3 separate regions of the Mus musculus genome follow, and all the other regions are linked to region 3. A link is a contact called in public promoter capture Hi-C data. All regions are on one chromosome and are shown on one strand. The core of a region is the stretch at or near the end of the contact, and the rest is flanking DNA. Distances in the headings are between cores, read along the strand shown. Region 1 overlaps Ext2 (exostosin glycosyltransferase 2). Region 2 has its middle 13 kb from the start of Gm32683. Region 3 holds the start of Cd82 (CD82 antigen).

Region 1 (2,700 bases), core at 130-2,629, 280 kb before region 3:
TTTTTCTATCTCTTAAATTAAAAACCTCACCCTTAAACACACACACACACACACACACACACACACACACACACACACACACACACACTCTTCTCATGGCTTTTAACATCCTAGAGTTCTTTCCAATCTTTGACAGATAATTTAAAATAAAAACCACTTTTTCATGGCTGAACCCCTTTTCTCCCTGGGGATATCGTTTGTTGCTTTAACTTGGATCTGTGTGCCCATTGTCTGTCTGCTCTGAGCTTTGTCTGCTCCTTTGGTTTGTGCCACTTCTGCTAAAGATGCTCTTGAACTGTCTGTGAGTCTCGAATCTGTGCATGATTAAAAGAGGAGATGCTAAAAGATGATCAGTATGTAGGTCTTTGTGGACACAAGTGCTGCCTGGGGGCTTCCCTGGGAGCTAGAGATGCCCAGATAGCCACATGGCTGGGACTGGAGTAGGGAAGGCAGCCACAGGGCTCCTCACTCAACATCCACGCTTTATCCTAGTTTGCCTCCTGTGCCTCTGTCCCTGACTGGAGGTTCCATTTCTACAGAGAAATGACCTGCTGGGTTGGAGAGAGAAGAGTTGTGAGCTGGAGTCTGACATCCTGACACAGTCCTTTAAGTAGGCCTCTGCCCTCAGCACTGCTTCTCCTGGCAGGGTCAAGTGGGCATGTCCTCTCCTGCCTCTGGCCCTCTCAGGCATCCCAGCCTCTCCACTCTCCTGCCGACTCCCTGCTGTCATGAATTCCCATTCTCTGCAGTCATCAGCTGCCACCTCAGTGGTTTGGGGAGGAAATGGAGGTAGATGTGTGTTTTAAATCCATCCTGTAGAAACATCGCAGCTCATGTACTCTGTGCCCTTCTCAGTGGTGTCAGACAGTGAGGAGGGGGCACTTGTAAGAATGGCTGAGCTCTTTCTGGTGTTGGGCAAAGCCGCCAACCTGCTGCTTCTCCTTCCTTGACCCTTGTCCTCCTGTCCTCTTGCAGAAGTGGGCTAGTGTGAGCAACCCGCTCTTCCTGCCGCTGATCCCACCTCAGTCCCAAGGCTTCACTGCCATCGTCCTCACCTACGACCGCGTGGAGAGCCTCTTCCGGGTCATCACCGAGGTGTCCAAGGTGCCCAGTCTGTCCAAGCTGCTGGTGGTCTGGAATAATCAGAATAAAAACCCTCCGGAAGGTAAGGAGAATGAAGAGGTGTAGTGTCAGAAGGGGCCATCTAGGGCTTCCCTGCACCCCTAACTGCACTGACTTGGGGTGGACCCATGCTCCCACCCTCTGCCAACAACACCGCCAGGGCAAGGCAATGTGACCCTGCTGTTTGGAGTCATCTCACCAGAAGTGTTCTAGGGTGGCCCAGTGAACTCTGAGCCCTGGCATAGATGGAGCCACAGTGTTTGAGAGCTTAAGAGTCAAGGGGATCAAAGGCTATCCGCCTTGGGAAAACAGGTCTCAGCTTCCCTCTGCCGTCCCAGCAGATTTGTTTACATGAAAACTCAGTTTACAGGGCATTAGTTTTCTGCTCCCTTATCTCTCTTCTGATATTGAGCCCTCCTTCAAGGAAACAAAAAGCGATAGCCTAGCCGCTGTTCTGATTAGGTCAGCTCCACAGCCCCTGTAGCCTTGCAGCCTAAAATGGGTTCTCACAGGAGCTGGCTGGATGCTCCAGCACTTGTCCCCTGCCTTGGCCACCCCTGTCATCTGCTGCAGCGACTAGGGTGAGGCCTGTTTTATTAATTGGATTTGCTTTTAATTTGGGACGCACAAGAGTTTGTCCTACCTGCATTTAGCATCTCGTTCAGCCTGTCTATTACTGACCCTAATTCCAGGGACTTCAAAGCCCCTGCCATTTAGTGCCTATTAAAGCCAGGAAGTTTCTGATGGATTAGAGCAAGGAATGAGTTTGAAGTCTGTAATGTGCACTGCTGTCACCGATAAGGTCTAGTTTATTGCCTGACAGCAGTATCTGTGCTTTTGATGGCTGGTCCCCTTTAACTGGTTACACTGAAGTCAGGATGGCCAACCCTGGAAGCCACAATGGTGAGTTAGTGCCCAAGCTGTGAGAGAACAGCAGTTCTCTGTGAGGCAACTCAGAATTCGCCAGAGAAAATTCTTGAGTCTCCCAACACATGCTTAAAAAAAGTACTTCATGGCATGTTTATTCTCTGAAAGGGTCACATGCATTCTTTAAATTTGAAGAGCCATCATTTGAGTAAAATAGGTTTTTAATTTTTTAAACTTTATTTATTATATGTGTTAGGATGACGTATATGTACACAGGTGCATGTATGAGTGTCATAGCATGGATGTGGAAATCTGAGCACAACTTTATTATTTATTTGCGTGTGTGTGTGTGTGTGTGTGTGTGTGTGTGTGTGTGTGTGTGTATGTATGTGCGTGCGTGCGCATGCGCACATGCATACCATGGCGTGTGTGTGGAGGTCAGAGCACAATGGTAAGACTGGAAGATCAAGCTCAAGTGCTTTTATAGGCTGAGTGGCAACCCCTCCACTGACAGACCTTCCCACCACCTCCCACCATCTTCACAAGAGTGTCTAGGATCAAACTTAAAAGGTGGTTATGTTGTTCAGAGGGGCCCTTTACTTGCTGAGCCGTCTCCCAGACCTTGTAACTAGCTCTTTTCAATAAAAGCCCTACGGTATGCCCCCAAGCATTTGCTAGATATTTATGCCAGATTTTTTGTTTTTTGTTTTT
Region 2 (2,700 bases), core at 83-2,582, 300 kb after region 3:
CTTCAGATTCCATTACAGATGGTTGTGAGCCACCATGTGGTTGCTGCGAATTGAACTCAGGACCTCTGGAAGAGCAGTCGGTGCTCCTAACCTCTGAGCCGTCTCTCCAGCCCCCATAAGATGACTTGATAAAGGCTCCATTTCGTCCTGCTATAAGACCCCAAAAAGCCCATTGAACAGGGCTACAATGATATTGCTCCCCTGGAGTTCTGGAACTCTGGTCTTCTTCCTCACTGTCCCTTGATACATCTGTTCTCGTTCTCTCTCTCTCCCTCTCTCTGTCTCTCTCTCTCTCTCTCCCCACTCCTGCCCTGCATTTCCTTATTCTTCTTGGGCTTGAGATAACTCGAAGCTAAATGGTTCAGGATGGCTTTGGTGTCCTTTATCTTTCTACCACCAAAGAAAGCTTCCTGACCTAAGCTGACCAAGAACTGAGAAAGGCTCTGTCTCATTCAAAGAACCCACATCAGTGAAGATGCCTGAGTCACCCATACTCCTATAGGCAACCCCAATAACCCAATGGTTCACCAAGGGGAACTTGGATCTAATCCTTGCTTTGGTATCCCTATCTGGAATGAACAGACAGATCTCCCCCATGAAAAGCTATAGAACAAGCCATCGTTAGACACAGAGTATGCTTGCTTAGGTCTATAAGGGCCAGAGCCATGTCGCCAAGAGTGACCCTAAGCAGAGGTGCTTCAAGCCCACCTGATGGGGGTAGTTGCCTCAGCAGAAGGACTGTCACATGCACCTGAAGGAGAAGCTCATGGCAGCCAGCCCCTAGGCCTCATGTCATCTTTGTTTAGCACTGTCCAGTTGTTAGCTCCCCCTCCACCTGCCCACTGTTTACCACCCCTTCACTTAAGCGACACCTGGATGTGAGTCTTCACCACTGCCCTGCTCGGTACTTTTGCATTCCCACATTCCGAAATCATAGGACCCTGCTACCCTAAGGGCAGCTGGTACATGTCGACAGCGGGAAACAGAAGTGTGGGGCTGCTATGAGTGGAAGAAAAGGGGAAGTAGACAAGCCAACTTGCAAGGCTTTGTCACGTTTACATCATGGGTGACTGGGGCTCCAGCCTGGCCTTGAGTCTACCCAACACTAGAGACATCGGCAGGCTCGTGGGCCAGAAGGCATCCATTGGTTCAGTGGAATCCAGCTACTCTCTGAGCACACCCCTCCTCTCCCCAAATGAGCCCGAGCACTGTGAAGCAGTGAGCTGAGGCCCACCTGGCACAGTTTGCCACCCCCGGCTGTATATAGAGATGTGTTCACACGGGAAGCCGCACAGGGGAAGCCATGCCATTCCCAAGTGGTGGGGAGAACAAGCTGGGGGAGCCAGGCAGGCTTGTTGCCTACCCTGCTGCTCGCCTCCTTTTCCTCTGCTGAGGATGGAAGCATGCCCTGGGTGGTTCTGAAGTGGGTGAGCAAAGCCAGCTGGGTGCTTAGAACTCACAGGCCCTCCCTAGACTGGCTTCCTGATCCCTGCTCCACACAGGAGGAAATGAAAGTCGTTTTCTTAGACCCCAGGAGAAAAGAAAGGAAGAGAGGTTTTATTTAGACTGTGCTCAAATCTTCAGAGAGACCTTGTCTGTAAGTCACAGGAAAGCAGGCGTTTTCCAACAAGGCCTTCGTGTGCTGCGCCTCATACATCCAACAAAGGCAGAGAGTAGCCGAGGGAAGGGAGCGGGCACTCTGTCTTCTAAACACACGTCTTCATGCTTTCTTGACTCTGCCTAAGGGTCCCTGGGTTTCCTTGTGACATCCAAGCTGGTTGCTATGGGGACCAGGTTGCTGAAATGTCCATCAGGAGACAGTGATAAAGAGTCTGGCTCAGTTCAGAGACTGGTAAATGGGGCACCCTATGAGGTCTGCCAAATGTCTCTCAGACCCTAAGTACACAGATATGCAAAGTGGTGCCCCATGTGAACTCCCAACCTGTGATGCTCAGCTGATCTGACAACATGAATTTGAGGGCACAGAGTTCTAGTCGTCCTCATAGCAATGTGGGCCAGGCTTCCCTGCAGTGACCCTGAACAGGGACAAGAATGAGTGGCTTACTCCGTTTCTGACATTGCCATAGAAAGAGGTGGAAAAGAGCTATCAAACAAACAAAATAACAACAATAAAATCCAAAATGAGTCTGTGCTCCCAGTGGCCTGCCTATGGGTGAGGTTGTACACTATTCCCATCAGCAGGCTAGGCCTGGGTTCTCACAGAGCTCTGGCCTCAGGGAAAGGAAGCCAACAGGCAGCCTAACCATAGAGGCTAAGGCCTGTGGAGAGGGAGATACTTAGTGTGAATCTACTGAGGCTGGGTCCTTACTACCATGGGAGGCCCCTCTCAAGACAGAGTGGTACCCTAGCCACACCTGCAGCCTGCTCATGTCCAGAACTAGGCCCCTCCTTATTCTCCAAACTTGGCCCCCTTTACCTCTTTGCCTGGCTGGGACAACTCTATGGGAGGGTCCCCACCTTTTTTCCAATGGGTCCTCTGTAGATCTATAGTTGCTGGCTAGAGCTGGGTGCTTACCCCAAGGAGGGTAGGAAAGGCAAGGGACTGGATGAGAATGTTGGAAGAGAAAGAGAGCCCTCACTCTGGAGTCTGGTTGAAGCCTCTCACTGCCAGAGATGCAAAAATGTCAGTGCAACTCACAGCTGATCAAGGCCTGTCTCCCCTCCTAGCTGAAGACCTGC
Region 3 (2,700 bases), core at 4-2,503:
AGCTTTGAGAACCACTGGGCAGCCTTGCATCCAGCGCCCCACTGGTAAAGCAAGCACATCCACACCCTCCCCTCAGAGGCTTGTACTGCTATGCCAGTGAGATGTGTTGCTAAAGAACTTCAGCAGTTCACAGGTTAATGGCCCTGCTTGTTAACCTGGTAACCTGCCTGAGGCAGATCCATGGTCTGTAGTGCATTGTGATGTGTCAGACATCTGGAGATCTTTGGCAGACCACTTTCTCAAAGAAGAAGCCAGCCATGGAGGTCTCAGGCCCTCTGCCCTCTCCTGCCACCCCTTCACCAGCCTGCTGTACCACAGCTGGCTGGCCTGGGCCACTTCTTCAAGGACCAAAATCCAGAAAAGCTAGGACAAGTATTAAGTATGATTCGAGACGTTGGAATGGTTCACGAACGACTCTGCTGTTAGACTCTAGCCCACGACTTCCCCTCTCTAAAGCTTGGGCTGTGCATCTGTAAAATGGGTGCAAATAATAAAATGGGTACAAATAAAGTAGCCCAGGAGTGGTAGGGACTGAAGAGCAGAGTTTTAACAGCTGTTGGCTTTCATCCTGTCTTTGAGCAAAAGTTCAACCACTGGTAGCTGTTAGTATTTTCAGAAAGTGCTTGGCTCCAGCCGCCTCCACACGGAGACCTGGTCTTGGAACGCGAACGCTCCCACGCCATTCCCGGGTTGCACCAGGATACGCCCGTCCTAGAATGCCAGCGTCGGGGCCCCAGGCTTATAGCCCTGAGCCAGGTTGCTAAGGGGAACAGGCTCGGGGCGGAGCAGAGAATCCCCCGGGAAGGGCGGAGCCGGGGAGTTGCCTCCCAGTTGGAGGCCTAAGGGTGAGCCCCTGGGGAAAGTGATGGACTCAAAGGGGTGAACAGGAGGGCTTCAGAGGACCGCCAGCGGCATAGTTGGGAAGTGGGAAGGATGGGGGAGACCATAGGGGGTGAGACTCCGCAAGGCTGGAAGAGACTGGAGCGGCAGACTTGGGGTCCCAGGTCGGCCTTATCCCCTGGAGGCCCAAAGCAGGCGGAGCAAGGCGCGTACGTGGCCTCGCCTCTAATCTGGAGCTGGAACCAGGCTGCAGGGCTGGGCAGAGCTGGAGGGTTGGCAAAGGGTAGCCAGCTCAGTGTTGTGCTAAGGGGTGTGGCCGTTTGATTGAACCGGGAGGCTGTGGTGGGCGGAGCCTGGTGCTACCTCCCGCAGGGCCCAGAGGGGAACTGTATAGGGGGCGTGTCAAGGGCGTGGTCTTGGGGGGCGTGGCGTGGCCTGACAAGGCCGTTGAGCTTCTGGACTGACTTCGGGAGGGGGTGGCGGGGGAAAACGGAGGGACAGAGCCAAGCTGCGCAGTCAGACTCGGGTTGGGGCGCCAGCTGAAGACGCGGGACTTAAAGCGCGTAGCCAGAACCCAGGCACCAGGTAAGAGAAGCCTGGGGGAGGGGACAGGATAATCGGAAGCAAACTTAGCTTTGTCCGGATTTCCTAGCAGGACCCATTCCGCCAAGCCCGTGGGGCCCGCTTGGCAACAGGTAACAGGCTGGAGCACTTAGTAGCTGAGAAGGGTCGTTCACCTCCGAGTCCCGAACTCCCTAGTTCTGGCTGCCCCACACACCAGCCCTGTGGCCCCGGGCCTGTCCCTGCCCCTAGTCCAGATCTCCTCCGGTTCCAGAAGGAGGAAGTTGATTGAGATGAGCTTCCGAGCGGAATGTGAGGGCTAACAGGTGACAGTCACAGTGGTGTGTGAGTACACTCGCTTTCAGATTGCGTAGCTAGACCTCAGCGACTTCCGCAAAATGTCACTGAGAGAAACGATTTAAGTTGCCCTGGGTTATTGGAAGGAACTCCAAATCCAAAGCAAGGCAGTTTCCGTTCTTTTCCTCCTTCCACGTTCTGAGCGCACCACTGAACTGGGTGGACTTAAGAGTGGAAACCTAGCCAAACTTTTCCAGGTGAGCTGGTTTGGAAGAGGAGCCTGGAGGGATAGCAGCAGAAGAAACTCTCTCTTGGGGTGCATAGGGAGAAGAAGGGGAAACCCTTCCAAACCTGCTCAGAATCTAGCCAAACCCAAGAGAGCTCCTTGCTGTGCCAGGGATTAGGTATTTGTGCAGAAGGGGCTCCACTTCTGATGGTGGGGTGTGTCCTGGGTCCTGGCTGTGCCAAGGATTTAGGCTTTGGGATTCAGCCTAATTGGATTCCACTCCCCTCCAAACCTTAGTTTCCTCATCTGTAACTTGGGGAGCAATGGCCAAACAGTAGTAGCAAGAATTAAGTGAAACTATGTGTACCATGCCTGACAGGCCATTGGGTGCCCAGAAGCCTCACTTCAAAGCTCCTGAGATGTCAGTGAGCAGGTGGTGTGCTGTCTTCCTTCTGGGAAATGAACCCATCTTTGGGGTTTGGCTTGGTTTGGAAGGCTTGTGGGTAACTGCAGCTGTCCCATCCCTGACCTCATCAGAGTCAGAAACTGACACCAGCCATCAACGTCATCTTGTTCTTTTGTGGGTCAGGAAATGTGTTACCTAGACAAAGGAGGGCCTGAGTCCCTAACATAGCTTGGAGATGATGGGTATTGAATTTAAACGACCCCCACCCCCTTGTAAAAAAAACTGCTTAATGAGTCCATGGGCCTAGCATTATCCTCATCCTGAGGTGCTATGAGGCTCCCCAACCCATCTCCCTCCTGGGGAAGTTTCT

Evidence for each region. Promoter capture Hi-C pulls out the DNA fragments that hold promoters and counts their contacts.
Region 1: a promoter capture Hi-C map of liver shows a contact between it and region 3, with 4 times the contacts expected there. The contact joins the enhancer-like site here to the promoter of Cd82 in region 3. A contact is called at or near these places in 9 of 39 promoter capture datasets (the C10 cell line, cranial neural crest, embryonic stem cells and 6 more), 1 of 15 datasets of contacts at CTCF or cohesin (stem cell-derived epiblast-like cells), 1 of 484 Hi-C or Micro-C datasets (liver) and 6 of 115 datasets of contacts at active chromatin or transcription factors (bone marrow-derived dendritic cells, craniofacial prominence, embryonic basal ganglia and 3 more).
Region 2: a promoter capture Hi-C map of hippocampal neurons shows a contact between it and region 3, with 2.0 times the contacts expected there. The contact joins the enhancer-like site here to the promoter of Cd82 in region 3. A contact is called at or near these places in 5 of 39 promoter capture datasets (the 3T3-L1 cell line, the C10 cell line, the HPC-7 cell line and 1 more), 2 of 115 datasets of contacts at active chromatin or transcription factors (epiblast stem cells and neural tube) and 1 of 9 other capture datasets (adipose tissue).

What each region holds. Positions count from the first base shown.
Region 1 is chr2:93,738,035-93,740,734 of GRCm38.p6, reverse strand. It overlaps Ext2 (exostosin glycosyltransferase 2), which reads left to right. Exons shown (of 14, transcript NM_010163.3): 9 at 976-1,165. Among named protein-coding and RNA genes, the nearest start is that of Gm39883, 18 kb to the right of the region's middle. Within about 2 kb of position 1,379, at least 24 of the 459 cell types and tissues checked have an H3K27ac peak or open chromatin away from gene starts, as enhancers often do. A contact at or near this core is called in liver, where this site is marked.
Region 2 is chr2:93,165,558-93,168,257 of GRCm38.p6, reverse strand. No RefSeq gene overlaps it. Among named protein-coding and RNA genes, the nearest start is that of Gm32683, 13 kb to the left of the region's middle. Within about 2 kb of position 1,332, at least 68 of the 459 cell types and tissues checked have an H3K27ac peak or open chromatin away from gene starts, as enhancers often do. A contact at or near this core is called in hippocampal neurons, where this site is marked.
Region 3 is chr2:93,461,055-93,463,754 of GRCm38.p6, reverse strand. Cd82 (CD82 antigen) reads left to right here and starts at 1,253. Exons shown (of 10, transcript NM_007656.5): 1 at 1,253-1,425. The region is part of intron 2 of Gm10804 (predicted gene 10804); the gene reads right to left.